Regions from separate parts of the Hordeum vulgare genome. Here region 2 is linked to region 1. A link is a contact called in public Hi-C data. All regions are on one chromosome and are shown on one strand. The core of a region is the stretch at or near the end of the contact, and the rest is flanking DNA. Distances in the headings are between cores, read along the strand shown. Region 1 holds the start of LOC123403859 (presequence protease 1, chloroplastic/mitochondrial-like). Region 2 holds the start of LOC123401000 (armadillo repeat-containing protein 6).

The links. Hi-C and Micro-C count contacts between places; a contact is called where the count stands out from the background.
Region 2: a contact with region 1 is called in a Hi-C map of seedling, with 4 times the contacts expected there. The contact joins the promoter of LOC123401000 here to the promoter of LOC123403859 in region 1. A contact is called at or near these places in 4 of 6 Hi-C or Micro-C datasets (leaf and seedling) and 1 of 1 datasets of contacts at active chromatin or transcription factors (embryo).

Annotation. Positions count from the first base shown.
Region 1 is chr6H:512,209,224-512,216,942 of MorexV3_pseudomolecules_assembly, forward strand. LOC123403859 (presequence protease 1, chloroplastic/mitochondrial-like) reads right to left here and starts at 4,928. Exons shown (of 19, transcript XM_045097778.1): 1 at 4,452-4,928; 2 at 3,962-4,142; 3 at 3,628-3,802; 4 at 3,405-3,537; 5 at 3,226-3,296; 6 at 2,571-2,654; 7 at 2,176-2,266; 8 at 1,528-2,048; 9 at 1,279-1,443; 10 at 973-1,191. The coding sequence starts at 4,734.
Region 2 is chr6H:512,558,057-512,565,775 of MorexV3_pseudomolecules_assembly, forward strand. It overlaps LOC123401000 (armadillo repeat-containing protein 6), which reads left to right and starts at 3,041. Exons shown (of 8, transcript XM_045094716.1): 1 at 3,041-3,246; 2 at 3,339-3,632; 3 at 3,806-4,089; 4 at 4,810-4,938; 5 at 5,389-5,511; 6 at 5,626-5,733; 7 at 5,821-5,999; 8 at 6,116-6,441. The coding sequence starts at 3,114. The coding sequence ends at 6,239. It overlaps LOC123401001 (peptidyl-prolyl cis-trans isomerase CYP40-like), which reads right to left. Exons shown (of 10, transcript XM_045094717.1): 6 at 7,692-7,719; 7 at 7,561-7,598; 8 at 7,365-7,478; 9 at 7,128-7,211; 10 at 6,685-7,044. The coding sequence ends at 7,200.

The sequences.
Region 1 (7,719 bases), core at 3,678-6,177:
TAAAGAGATGGTAAAAACAGGCCTCCTCAGGAAATAAAATGGTAACGCAACCACCTAATAAATAGTTCATGCATCGAACATTGTCAAACCATCCTCTGTACTTTTTGAAAGGAACTTCTCTATATACTAATGCCTAGTTTTGCTGAACTCCAGATTAAATTCTAGGATATAGAGATTGAATATAATCCTAAAAGTTTTAGAATCTTAGATTGATAACTTTGAACTTTGGTCTACAAATAGCAGAACATGTAGCTTCTGACCAATTTACAGGACAGAATCTGTAACTCCAGATCTCTTGTTCAGTCAGGCAACCAATGAGCATGTCTGGTAAGGAGGCTATTTGCCAGTCTCTAGTTAGCTTTTGCTGTGGTGACAAATATTGTTTATGGAAGTTACCTAAACTGAACAAAGGACACTTTGTGTCAACACACAGTCAGATTTTCCTTTTTCTGCAAGCAAGGTTTGGGAGAGGAGGAAGGAGGATGACAGACCACATCACCATGTCACCACATATCAACTCCACCTCCTAGGAGGATTGTAACTTCAAACTCTCTCTTTTCAATGAAATGAAACGCAAAGGTCCTTTGTATTTTCTCGAAGAAAAAAAACTCTATCAGACACTATTAGTAGTTAATATATTACATTGCAAACAAGTTCTGATCAGTAGTCTTAACTCTTGCAAATGCTAGATTGTTTGAGTGGGAAACATCACAGCAGCCAAATCAATAGCTAAAAAACAAAGCACTTTGCTAAATAGTGCAGAGCCAGAAAAAATTCACTGAACTTTGACCTATGTGAGCAGGCCTCTGGTTCCTTTCCCAATCAGGATCTGGAAAACTAAGAACTGACACGGTCCAACTACATAATGAAGTAGAATTCATATTTACCATAGCTCAACTTGACCGAGAATTTTGAGCCAACCTACCCTAATACTTTCAGCCGATGTAGAGATAGTGTAGGTCAAAGAATTACCTCTATTGGCACATGAATAGGCTTTTTAGGGATATCTTGTAGCGACAGGCTAGGAACAGCTTTGAGAGCTTCTGGAGGATCTGGAGTCTCTTGTTTGTCCTTCAGCTCCTTTGTAGCACGTGCCAACTCTGCAAGATCCTCCTGAGTCATGCTAGATTTTACTTGTTTCAAAATTTCTTTCTCAGCGGCTTCATCACGTGAAGCTTTCTCAGGATCAGGCTGCACAACAAAGTATTGAATTTTAAGAGGTCACAACAAGAAGGCTCATTTCATGTAGAACTCTCGGGTGGAAGGTTCTCTACAAACCTGCATTTCAACTGTCACACGATGCACATTGTTCAAAATATATTTTTCAATGAGCGGGGAGAATACTGCTTTGGATCCCTTCTCAGCAATGCGTGCTTTGAGTTGCTGCAATGGCTGTTCATATTTCAGAGGCTCGAAAGGGTCCATATCATATATCCATTTTCCCTGCAAAAAAAATTAAGTTGAAGAAAATATTAATATGCCCAACATTTTTGTCTGTTTCTTTTTTACATATCACGAATCTCATACCATCGAACGAAGCATTAGTGACAGCCCTCGGGGAAATGATCCCGTGTTATTCTCCCTGAGAGAGAATTCGATCGTGTTCATAGATGCTTCCACTGCTTCTGGTGCAAATCCCTCCTCTGCCAAATTCTTCAAAATTTGCATAACCAGCTCTTCAACCTTCTCAATGTTATCCTCAGATACACCTTTCAAGCCTATACTGAACTGTGGTTGAAGAAGCTCATCCTCAACACCACCTCCCACAATAGCCTCTCCTAAACCACTTTCAAGAAGAATTCTTCTAAGTGGTGAAGCAGGAGTCCCCAGCAACAGATGATCCAGGAAACCAAGTGCAAGCTCAGTTTCTACATCCAGTGGCTCCTCTGACAAGAGCCAATTAGTGCAAACCATATATTTCTTTTTCAAATCACCTTCCTGGCCAGCAGGATACTTCTCTGCAATCCTCACTGGTTCTTTGAAAAGCCTCTGAGGCATAACCTTTGATTCATTACGAGCAGGGCTGGCTTCAAACAGGTCAAGGTATTCTACAGAAGAGAGGCAAGATAAGAAAGAAAAAAAATGGCATCGGAGAAAAGGAAAAGGAAATACAACCAAATGCTCAAAAAACAACCCTGTGAATAAGCACGACTAACTACTATATGGACACATTACCACTTAGAATACGTAGTCGCTCTTTTGTGTCATCATCGCCGTAAAACCAGATCCTAGCATTGCTCGGATGATAGAACTTCCTGTGGAACTCCTAAACATATGACACCAAAAGGTTGGGATCAAATTTGAAGAAAATAATTAACCAATGCTAGTTGGTCCACTAAGAAAAAAGGACTCAATGGTCTCAGAAGCAATTCCTCTTTTACTTTCCAATAAAAAATCACTGGAACTTATAGTTTTATAAAGGAGCAAAATGACAAATTAAGTATCATATCATGGTACCCAACATCTAAAATTGCAGAAGACATCACATAATCTTGAAAGTGTTTGCAAATAAGAGCAAATGACAAATTAATTATCATTTCACGAAAATAGAAAAATTGAACTGAGGAAACCTTGAATTCTTCGAAAGTAAGGTTTGGGATTTCATTTGGGTCCCCACCACTATCCACACCATACGTGTTATCAGGAGAAAGTGCCTGTAGAAAGCTCAAATGTGTTAGGTACTCTTGTAGCAATTGGCATCTATAATAATGATAAGAGAAACTCACAAAAAGAACTGGAATCTGATGAGAACAGCCAAAGGGGTATTCATAACTGGACTATTAGCACAAACTAATAAACCAGGAAGCATCAACTATAGAAGGATAGACTAGAGACAGTTGAAACTACAACTTGCTAATGTACAGGTGGAACTGCAACAGCAATCAGAAAGCGGAATGGATGCAGGTGGAAATGCAACGGCCTGGACCCTGTGCATGTCAATTCTTAGATAAGCAGCTCCTCATGAAAAAGGTGTGCAGTTTGTCAAGCCTGGATTTAGTCCTAACTGATGAAACTATACAGAGATTGACCAAAGTTTGAATCATCTATAGGGTAAAAATAATCATAGGAATGGATGTGTTGAAAAGATTCTGAACACATCAGAATAACAAAGAAGGTGATCCTAGTGCACTATCATGCAAAGGATAATAAAAGTAACACACAAGCAAAAACTCCGACTGAACTAAAAGTTACAGAGTGAAAAACGAAATCGAACAAATCGCTAACCTGTTGAGACACACGCCCCATTATGTTATCAGGTTGAGAGTAGACTCCTTTCATCTCGTTGAAGACAACACCTACAGTCACATGTTGAAGGATTGCATTCAGGTACTTTTTGAGGAATGATCAGGCCTAGCTCACATACAAATGTGTTTGCTTCATTAAAATAGCCTGAGTAATCAAACCTTTGTAGGATATCTCTTCTTCGGGATTATTAAGCTCATAATGCCAACCTTCCTGTTGAAATGTTTGGAAGTCCTCGACACACTTAGGGAAAAACACAGCATCAAGGTATACATCAACCAAGTTATAGAAATCCTGCAAGGCAACAACAGAAATGATGATAATGCTAAAAAGAGGTCGTGCTGAATAAATGACTGAAGCAAATCAGTGACTAATAGGTGTCACCTTGGTGTTTGTTGATGCAACTGGATAACACGTCCGATCCGGATAGGTGAACGCATTCAGGAAAGTATGCAGACTACCCTTTAAAAGCTCAACAAATGGCTCTTTCAAAGGGTACTTTCTCGATCCACAGAGAACGCTATGCTCAAGAATGTGAGGTATGCCAGTCGAATTTTTCCTGGTAATAAAGGAAACTTATTCAGAAACCCCATAACAGCTTGCATGCAGTAATATGTTCTTTGCGTCTTTCCTATCTGTGAATAAGTTTCCCTGCTTTGTTTTTTGCACGGTAGTATACCATCAACAATCCCACGAGGCAAGGATTAGGCGCACTTACGGAGGGGTACGGAATACAATGCCGAACACTTTGTTCTCGTCGTCGTTTGCCACGGACATCACTTCTGCGCCTGTCTTCTTGTGCTTGTAGAGAACAGCAGCTGATTTGCACTCGTCTATGACTTGTTCAGATACCTTTTCAAAGCCTAGCGTTGCCGCATACTCATGGACATCGTCGGTGTCTGCTTACGGGATAATGAAAAAAGGTCATGCGCCTGGCACATCCATTCTCGAACTACAACTTTTATCATAGCCCCAACAGAGGTTACTCGAATAACAAGCAGTGTATCTCCAGCCATCCCATAACAAATTAACGAGCGGAGCAGCATACAGATGCGGAGATCCGAGACTCAACGCAATGCAACCTTTAGACCATTATTACCAACGGGCTATGCACCTAGACGCTACTAGAGACATGGAAACTGCAGGTGAAACAGTACATAAGCAGAGGTTAGTATTGGCACACGGACGGGTTGGGGCAAAAGGCTCACCGCTGGGCACAGGGGAGGGCGAGGTGGAGACGGCGGGGACGGAGAGGCGCCTCGCGAGGCCGGGCGCGGTGAGCGGCCAGTACCGCCCCGCGGAGTGCAGGTGCAGCGGCGCGGCCGCGGCCAGGAGGCGCGACGAGCCGCCGGGCGACGAGAATGAGGAGGAGGAGGAGGACAAGCGGCGACGCGGCGCGGAGGAGGTGGCGGCGGGCACGAGGGGCCTGGGCCTGCCGCAGCGCTGGAGGAGGCGGCGGCCGGAGGTGCGGAGCAGCGCCACCCGCTCCATGGCGTAGGTGTCCAGCTTGCCGTCGGCTCTGGCTGGGGTTTGCCTTTGCCTGCGGGGGTGGGTTGGATTGGAGGAGGGGGCAAGGCAGACGTGGCGGCGTGGTAGCTCGATTCGATCGATGCGGTGCGGCTAGGCTAGGCTGAAGGCTCCCTGGTGCTGGGCTTTTTTTCTCTGGGGTTTTTGCCTGCTTGCTTGGGCTGGAAGAAGAAGGAGGCGAGGAGGAAAATCCCTGGTTTTTTTAGCTCGGTCGATTTTCGACGTGGGGGAAAAAATCGTGTGGTTGAGGGGGCTGTGAGAGTGAGCTGTGGTGCACGCGTTTGAAACCTTGGCGTTTTATGGACGTGTTTGTAGCGTGTACACTGGAGAGGCCTGGAGCTTTGCAACTCTTGGTTGGATTTTTCGGTGCAACGTGTCCATTCAATGTCTGGCCCGGTCTGGAGTGTGGAGATGCTGGACTACAAAGTTCATGTTTCCTGGTCTAAAACGAAAGGGAGCTCCTGCTTGACGCCTTGTGCGCGCTAGGAAACATAACTGGCGCTCACACGCGTCTAAAGCCGGGCGCCCCTCGCCTCGTTCGTTTGGTCGGGCCGATCTGTCAATCGGTGGACCGTTTGACTATTGACTTTCGCAGAAAACTTAATTTGAAAATTAAGAATTGGAAGGAAATATTGAAAAAGTTGAGAAATTGAAAAAATAGGAAAAAATGCGGATTTTAAAAAAAGTTCATGGATTTTAAAAGTTTCATGAATTCAGAAATGTTCACATGTTTGAAATATGTCCATAAATTTGATAGTTTTTCATGAATTTGAAAAAATCCATATATTTCAGAAAAAAAACACAAATTTGAAAGAAAAACATGGATTTGAAAAAAACAAGGATCATGCAAATTTGAAATTTGTTCATGAGTTTTTCTAAACGAATGTTAAAATTTTAACAAATTCAAAATTTTCAGAATTTTGTGAAGAAGTTATGAATAAATAAATACAATTTAGAAAACGAGAAGAAGGGAAAAGGGAAAAATGAGGAAAAATAAAAAAGCAAACAAAAAACCGACAAAAGAAAGACAAAAACAGTTCAAAAGCTTCTAGAAGCTTCACAAAACCAAAAGTGTGCCACAGATTACATTATGGGGCCTTTTACAACAATACTAGCGATATAAGATGGGACGGCCCATTTGCGTAGGAGGGGGTGTACGCCACTTGGTGAAAATGCTTAGAAATAGTGCTTAAGGCGCCAAATAGAGTTTGGGAAAACAAAATAGGAAGAAAGAACAATACCACCGAACTTTTTGATACATCGGGGGAGACTAGGATCTGCCATTGGGTGGGATCAATAAGATCAATCTTTTTAAGATAAAAAAAACATGTTTAAAATTTCTGATTAATATATGGAGACTCACATCCATGTTTCTTGTACAATCTCAAAAAGTTTCAGCTCCTAATTGGAACTACCCTTAGAGAACTAAAAGAGACATAATTGAATATGAATAGTGTCAAATACTACCATCCACCCAAAGTTGATACTATTCAAATACTACTATTCACCCATAGTTGGCACTATTCATAGCCGAGTTTATCTTTTTTGAATCTCTAATTGTACGTCAAGTTTAGCTGATTTTTTGCAGTGGTACACATACATGGAGATATGTTGTAAAAAATGAAAAAAAAAATGAATTTTGCAGTTGATCCTACGATCTCATCTAAAGGGCAAATCCTACTGGCCTTCCCTTTATCATTGAGCCTATTGCGGAATGGCTGTTGAGTTGCATGTCTCATTCCTGCCCATTAGAAGGTGGATTGACCTTCTGTCTACTCGTTGATACTATACATCGCTTACTGTAGATGAAACTCGCGTTCGCTTAAAGAAAAATCGCTTTGGGCCGGGGGTTTTCTTTTCCATTTATAGAAATACATCTTGACTTTTTTTAACATGCATTGGACATTTTCAGTATGCAAATTGAATATTTCTTTTAAATGTTACTAACGTTTCTTGTATGTTATGAAAAATTGTTTTAGATTTCAGGCACATTTGTTTAAAATGACAAAAAACATATTTTTGAACATATGGAAAAAAATACATATTACACGAAGATTTTTTTCTGAATTCATGAAGATTTTTAAAACAATTTCATGATAAAATAATTAATGTGTGAACATTTTTTAGATGTGACGGATAGTTTTTTTAATGGTACAAACTTTTTAAAAAAATGCGGAAGCAACGTTTTTACATTACATTGGCAATGTTTATGTGCGCTAATTAATTATTTTTTTGAAGTTTGAAAAATAAAAACAGAAAATAGAAAATTCAGCGTTTTGGGTGTTGCTCACTTTTTCTTTCTTTGATGGAAGCTTGTTGCTTGTCACTGAAAGGAGACATGCGGGTTTGGCCCATGTTGGCCTTGACTTGGTAAGACAATCTTGTGATAATGTCGTCACATAATACATAATCGCAGCTAAAAATGGTGTAGGATAGGAATATTTTAGTCTTATCTTTGGAAACATTGCCTTGGTAAGACAATATTATGATGGGACTCTTTTAGTCTTATCTTTGGTAACTAGATATACCTACACTTGTGATGATAGTATCTTAAATAAGTGAATGCAAGTCTTTTCTTTCACTTCTCTATCCTTTACTTTAACATTTATCTTACGTGACACTTATGAAGAAAGCACAATTGTATGTGCTCTTATGAATCGCTAAAGGCTAGGTACATGAGATCCCTTGTGTGATTACGGGAATTGCTTCACCTTGTAGTACTTATCACGCATGTCTGGTTATCTACATAGGTTTTTGCCCACTTGCATGAGTGGCTCAGTAGGGCATGTTTGAGCTAATATATGTTCTAGGTCATGTTGTGCATGTTGTTTGATTGCCTACAAGATGGAAGCTGCATCGGGGCAACAACTAAACCCTTAGCGTTGTGTTTCTTGAGTTTTACGATTTGGCTTGACTGATGCAATGCGCTTTGTTTGGTTGGACACATTC
Region 2 (7,719 bases), core at 1,791-4,290, 350 kb after region 1:
AGTATGACGTTAGAAGAGCGATCATATTGAATCGAGCCAAACTTGTTTGTTATACTTTGAGATGATATCCTCTAAATTTAATTGTTATAACATGGAGTGTCAACATGCTTTTATGTTCCTTAGACCATGAGAGTATCGTAGTCACTTCTTTCCGTCTGATGAGCTTTGGGGTTGCTCAAACGTCATCTGTAACTAGGTGATTATGATGACAACTTACATGTTCGTTGGAAAGTTTGACAAGAGATTAGATAGCTCGAGACTGGGATTTTCTCCTCCGACGATGGATATATATTCGTTGGACCCTCTCGGTGTGATGACATACGTCATCGTGTGGCCAGACATAGATGACTATGTCACAGGGATGCCGAAACACATCAACGAGAAATAAGAACAAAACTAGTCACGAGTACAATGGTATAGTGAAGATGTGAATGACTCAAGAGGATAATGATGCATCTCGGGTTTTGTAAAGTATTGCGAAGCAAAGGTAATATCACATGATAACCAAAGTTTCACTCAAATACCATTCATGTACTCATAGGGATCGATATGGGCGTCCAAGGTTCCGCTATCGATCATTGAACGAAGGAGTTTCATTCATGTCTATGAGTTATCGAACCTACAGGGTCAAAATATTAAGTTAATCATGATCTTCTGGGTGTTAGTAGGATAGGAGTAATGAGAACATATTTTTGAACTTATTTCATTAATACTCAAAATAGTTTCGAGAGGATTCAGAAGCGTTTCGAGGTCACCAGAAGGGTTTCATAGGTTATCGAAAATAATATATAGGTGCAAAATGTTTTCGGTGATGTTAAATTATATATAAAAGGGTCTAATAATTATTAAAAGGATTTTATAAATAATTAAATATCGACGGGCCTTAAAAGGCCAAGAGGTGTAAGGCAACTTGGGCCACGAGGGCCCAAGTGAAGTGGGCCCCCCTCCCTTTTCCTTGTGGGGGGCGAATTAGAGTGGGGGAGAAGTCCAACTCCTCCTCCTTGCTCGGCACCCCAAGGATGGACTTTCCCCTCCTTGATGGCAGCCCCTCCACTGCCCTCTAATCTATGGCCATGTTTGGAACCACAATAGATTATGATAATCTGGATTATGAAGATAGATTATATAATCTGGTTTATAAAAATAATCTAGGTGGACATGTTTGGAGGCCAGATTATATAAAGTGTAATCCAGGTTTTACATTGCATAATGACTTGTGTGCCCTCTGTTTTTTTTTAAAAGAGGAGGGTGGTGGTGGTAGGAATGTAATTAACTCCAACTTTACAAGGGTAATGGGTCATTAGCAATCCATAATCTGATTTTAGCTGGGGTAGAGTAGATTATGAGTTTTTAATAATCTGACCATCTAGTTTTTATAATCTACACCATAATCTGTCCTATTTGGAGACAGATATTATAAAAACTGGATTATATAATCTGAGTGGTTCCAAACAGGGCCTATATATACTTGAGGCATTGGCTCTATTGTTTACACAAGTTCTGGAGTCTCCTCTAGTTCATCTAGTTCTAGTTTTAATTGGTCATAGTTGACTAACTAGAGCTAGACATAGTTCCTCTAATCCTCATAAGAAGTCTAGTGTGGTTCTAATCTCCTCACTCTAATTCTCTGGCGACGATAAGCTCTGGACGGCGAAGCGCTGCCGGACCATGAAGAACGTACGCTTGCAACCAAGTAGAGAGGTCGTGCTTTCGGTCGTCAGTTCGAGAGATCGTTTGTGGGCGGTTCGTGAGATCGTTCATCTACGGTTCAAGGAACTTCATCAACGATCTACACCGTCTCGTCTTCTTTCGCTTCAACTCGGAGTCGATAACAACCCGATCCCAACCGTTCATTGCATCTTCACAGTGTTCCTGATTGATTGTAGGACGGTTTTTTGTTTTGTTTTTTACTATGTTTCCTAACACTAAGTTCATTTCCAATGAGGACCCTCAAACCACCCCGCATGTGTATGTAACTCATGCATGGCGCACTAGACCCTCTTGGGTGTATTTTCCAACATCTCCGCTACCACTGGCCTATTTGACATGAGTTTACCTATAGCCCGAGGATCTATCCGCTTACTCCACGCTCCCTTCTTCCCTAACTTCACCCCTCCCCCCTTCTCCGCGACCGACGACGTCATTTTCTTCATCAGTTCTTCAACTACCTCCATCGCCATGGCATCCCACTGAAACTCTAAGATTCTCGACGGCTTTGCAGTGGGTATTACGACCGCGTGGTGGCGACCCAAGGGGGAGGTAGTGAGGTGGATTAGGTGTTGGATGATCTAGAGTTGGTGCCACCTCAAACTTGTGAACTGGGTTTGGGCAGAAGGTATGGGTTTTTTGGTGGATCGTGATGTTCTCGTCGCATCGATCTGGTTTTGAGTGATAGGTTAGTCAGAAGGATGAGCGCCGAGATCTGGACGAGGATCAACCTCGCTGACAAAAAAACATGAGTCGTCAAGGAAACCCTTCGCGCCAGGCCTCGAGTGACCTCAACTATTATTTTTATTATTGTTGTGATGATGTGCTAGGTGTGCGAGCGTCGATAGGTGGGCAAAATTAACAAATTTAACCCAAAAGCCAAAATATTTCACAAACTAAACTATGTTTGGAAAAAATTCACTCAGCTGACACTTTTGTGTGGCGCCGACAGTCGGGCGTCACACTACATTGTGTGACGCCTTTGTCTTAGGCGCCACACCGTGTAGTGTGGCGCCGATGCCTTAGGCGTCACACTAGGTCTCAGACGTCACACAACGTAGTATCGGGCGCCACACAGTGTAGTGTGACGCCTAAGACAAATGCGTCACACAAAAGGGTCAGGTGGGTGAAAAATATTCAAACATAGTTCAGTGTGTGCATTAGTTTGGTTTTTGGGTCAAAAAAATTCATTTTGCCTCGATAGGTGTGGGGTGTCTTGCCTTTGGACAATCTTAAGCGTTGAATTTCGTTTGGATGGCTGATACGTGGGCGCATGTTGCGGCGTGACCAGTTGCCCTGATATCTGTCCGAGGGGAGCGGAAACCCCACACCAAACCCTTCTTCTCCCCACTCTTCCATCTGTTCACTCCGCAGTCCGCACCGAAAAACAACAAGCGGGGCAGGAAATGGCGATCGCGATCTCGCAGGAGGCCTTTGACGACATGGTCCGGGAGAACATGGAAGACCTGGGAATGGACCCCGAAGAGGCCCTCGCCGACGCCGTAGACGCCCTCACCCTCCAGGGCGCCAACCTCTCCGGTACTCACGAACTCCTCCCCATCCTCTCCAGGGCTTCAGATCTCCTATCTCTCTTGCACGCGGTGAACTGAGCCTCTCACCGCATCCTGCAGGGATCATCAGACGCGTGCCTGGGGACGCCTCAGCGGAGGAGGTGAACCCGGTGATGCGGGTGCTGGACGAGCTGAAGGCCTCCTCCAGCGGCAGGTCGGGGGAGGATCTTGATAGGCTGGCCCCTTTGCTCGACGAGTTGCTCGAGCTGTGCTCCGGCGAGGGGGCGGAGAATGCGGCCGTGGCGGCGCGGAACGGCGGCGTGGAGGCGCTCGTCGCCCTGTGCTCGTCGGCTGGGGTTAAGCAGGAGAGGCTGCTTGCTTCGGGCTTGAAGGCGCTGAGCTCCCTGATCCGTGGTATGTTGCTGCCTCCGCGAATGTTCTTTGATAGGAGGATGTTCTATTGACTTTGCGTTCCAGACTCCAGAGGATAGATGTGAGGGTTTTAATTTTCTCCATATGATCTAGCCATCTACCAGAACAGCATTCTCTTTTCGTTGTCTGACATTTGGGGATGAACTAATCTGTAGATGTGGGGAGTACTGAGAAATTCAGGCAAAGCCAAGGGCCCAAAATTGTCATGGATATCTTGAATGGAGCATTGGAAAATACAGATGTACTGGATGGTGGTTTTGGTGTCGTGGCAATGGCATCTGCTGGCAATGAAGTTGTGAAAGATGCCTTCATGGACTTGAAGGTCGATGAACTCATTCTGGAGGTTATGAGGAACAAATCGAATAGTAAAGTGCAAAGCGTGTATGATGCCATACGTGTTCTTCTGACACCTGATGATAACCGAGTGGTGGCTTCTCAAGTATGTCCTATGTGCTTGTAGAATTATGTCAATACTTACCCTAATTTTACATTAACAAGTGCATCATTTTGGTTTGCACATTTGTTACTCGGTTTGAATTTGATACTCATGAAATTAGTTTACCGGAGATAAATCCATATGGGGAAATTTGATTGAGTTATAATAAAGTGTTGTCTGTATGAGATGCATAGTAGGCTAAATTAGGTGTTAAAATATAAATTTGGTAGCTTTATTTTAACTGCAATCCAGCATGATGTATAAATAGTGGTGGACGTCTCAATGTAGTTAGATTTCGTATCCACAACAACAACAACAAAGCCTTTAGTCCCAAACAAGTTGGGGTAGGCTAGAGGTGAAACTCATAAGATCGTATCCGTAGGAAAATATTGACATGAACTTTTGGTGATGGTTAGATACTAGACAGAATGTTCACAAAAAATAATAGTAGCTAACTTGGTATCACATGGTTTCATATTTTGAACATTCTGGTTTCTCAATGTCATCAGCACATGTACATCTTGCATTCTTGCTTGCAAGTTGACACTGCAATTTACTTATATATCACCCGATGCATCCCGATGCATTTGATTTTAATATGTTCAGTTTATGACTTCATTATAAACTCATGTACCTTAATAATTTGTCTGTTAAGGAATTAGGCCTTCTTGTATGAATGAAGTTTGGATCCAAAGAGATGAGATTGACAGACTTGTGATGCAGGTATATGGATATTCACGGAAATTTGCAGAAATTGGCGTCGCAGAAGTTCTTGTCATCGCACTCCGCAAGCAAGTTGCTCCATCCAGCTTACCATCAGCTTGTGCTGCTTTGAAAGCAATTGCTGTTAATGTAAGAATAAACTATGATATATGCGTATCCCATATATGATACTTAAAACGTTTTTTTTTGTTATGGTTTCAATTTCTGCAGTAGTGAGGCTCCATTTTTCATGAGGCAATTTTTGGTATCATCAGTTTTAAACTTTATTTGGCCAGTAGAATATGAATTGCAGGCAACTAGAACATGAAAAGCTTGATGTTCATAAAATTTCCGACATGTTATTGTTCTTCCTTTTACTTATGGTCCTGCGTATGAAAAACTTATTTCCTACTCCCTCCGTCCCAAAATAAGTGTCTTAAGCTTAGTACAAATTTATACTAAAATTAATACAAAGTTAAGACAGTTATTTTGGGACGGGGGGAGTATATGCCTATATGGAATTGTGATAACAAATAAAACAAGTCATTTACCCTGAATGCTTTGAGAACCTCACCATCTTTAGTTCTTGTGTCACCACAGGAAGAAATATGCCGGTCCATATCTGAAAATGGTGGGATTGATGTCCTTCTTAAGTGCATCGATGAGGCTGGCGTACAGAAGAACAAAGTTATAGCAAAATCTTGCTGCTCTTTGCTGTCTAAGGTATGGTAGTATGGCACAGCACTGCAATATTACTGTGCCGCAGGAATCCCTTCTTTTTCTATGAGAAAAATCCTACTTTGATTAAATCAAACTTACATCACATTCTTCTTGAAGCTGGCTGGAAGTGATGCAAACAAGGCCAATATCATTCAGCAAGATGGTTTTGATAAGTTCTTGACGTTAGTGTCCAGATTTTCTGAAGACCCGTCAGTAATACAGGAGGTAATACACACAAATGTGCAATGCTGAAGAATTTGTATACTGTATGAGCCATTTCCATATCGTGTAACGAGCTAACTGAATGTGTAGGTAATGTCTATGGTGCAAATCCTTACATTGCGGTCACCAGAACATGCAGCCCGTGCAGTCGCCCTAGGCTACGGCACTCTGGCCATACAGACAATGCAAAAGTTCCCATCCTCCGCGCTGACTCAGAAGCAAGCATGTCTTATGATTCGCAATCTCGTGGTCAGAAACCCTGAAAACAGGTATGATGTAGAAGCCACATCCCTCTGAAATCTACAACCCTGCAGCTGGTGTTTACTCCCAACATTCTGTGATCACGCTTCTTGCTGCATCTCAATGCTTGTTTTTACCATCGCAGGACGATCTTGCTTAATGAAGGTGTGGAGAAGCTTATCAGGAAAGCCAAGGCAATACATGGAAGCTGCAAAGCTGCTGCCACAGATGCCCTGAGAGACCTGGGGTTGGACAACTACAACGCGTAGAAAACCTAGATAGCCCACCGCTTGTAAAGTTTGCCTATCTGAGGATGTTTTTGAAAAAAAAAATATCTGGTCCCATTTTTGTGGGGATTTTGAATTGTGCGGTTACATGTTCTGATTACGTATGTATGTGCGAAGTTCGAACCTACAAACAGAAATATCCTGAGCTACTGAATCTATGACCTGCTGCATGAAGTTGGAAAAAGAAATGCAACCTGCCATGATTTTATATGCTCCATCTGGTTCTCGAAAAGCTGATGTGCCGCGTATGGGCATAACTGAACTTGTTTATAGATTGGATACTTCGAATTCATCTGCATAGATTTGCGACTATGGCAAACTATCCTCTAGGCTGAATCCTGAACGGTGTGGCACCTCTGGTTGTCTGGCTGCAACCTACCTCAACTTTTAACCACCTGTGGTATAAGAACTCATCATCGGCCATTCCTATCTGAATTACAGTGTCATTGCTCTTAAAGGCAGGCACCGTTCAACGAGTTAGTTTTGGTAGGGTTCATGGGCCCTCCAAAATGCATGGGCCAAGTACAAAGATAATACAACAGAATGTAAAAAAGACATGTCATGGTGTCGACAATGTCTCGTTAATTCTCAGAAAAAAAATCTTCATCAAGAGAAGTCGTCGATTAGCGGCAATATCCAAGAGTTCAAGTCAATGAAAGACATTTCTCTCGACAGCATTGCAACCACTTCTACACAAAAACGCAAAGCAAAAGGTTCAGGTGCCCCCCACTGTTTTCCGTCGTCTAATGGGATTTATATTTCTCCCGTGCGAACTCCATCAGTATAACTGCAAGGAAGAAAGCATGAAGTCAGAACGCATAGACAAACTACAAGCCCCACAAAACTATTGCAGTAGATTCTAAGAATAACCTGAAGTTTTTCACCGGGCGGCTCCCAGTATGTGTGACAGACGAAACAATGAAAAGGCGCTTGCTCGGGGCATCAGTTTTTATCCTACAACAACGACATAAAAGATCATCGGTTACGCGGAAAAGGAAAGAATCTGGTTTGGTCCAAGCTTCACAACATCAGCATTTGGCAGCCAAATAGTTCAAAGGTCGAAACTAAAGAATTTAAATGGCGATGGATGTGGTATTAGGAAAGTACTTCATCACTTTTCACTGAACTTGCTGCCAATACTTCATCACTTTTCTCTGAACTTCCTGACGTCTCGAACATCTTGGAGAATGCCTTCCGCTCCAGATTACGTCTGTCAGTAACCTGGGGTAATCACAGATGACAAGTCAGCAACATCTTGTATGAACAATCATTAGTCCTAAAATTCATACCGCGATGAACTAACCTTCTTCTTTGCAGCAGCCAGCTCCCGTTTGATTCCTCCTGAGGATCAGAAATGCAAAAGCCAACACTCTTAGCAGCAAATAGGGGAAAATGCACAAATAGTCAATGGAACGGCCAATAGAATATACAAACCATCGTTTGGCTCCAACTCCAACGCACG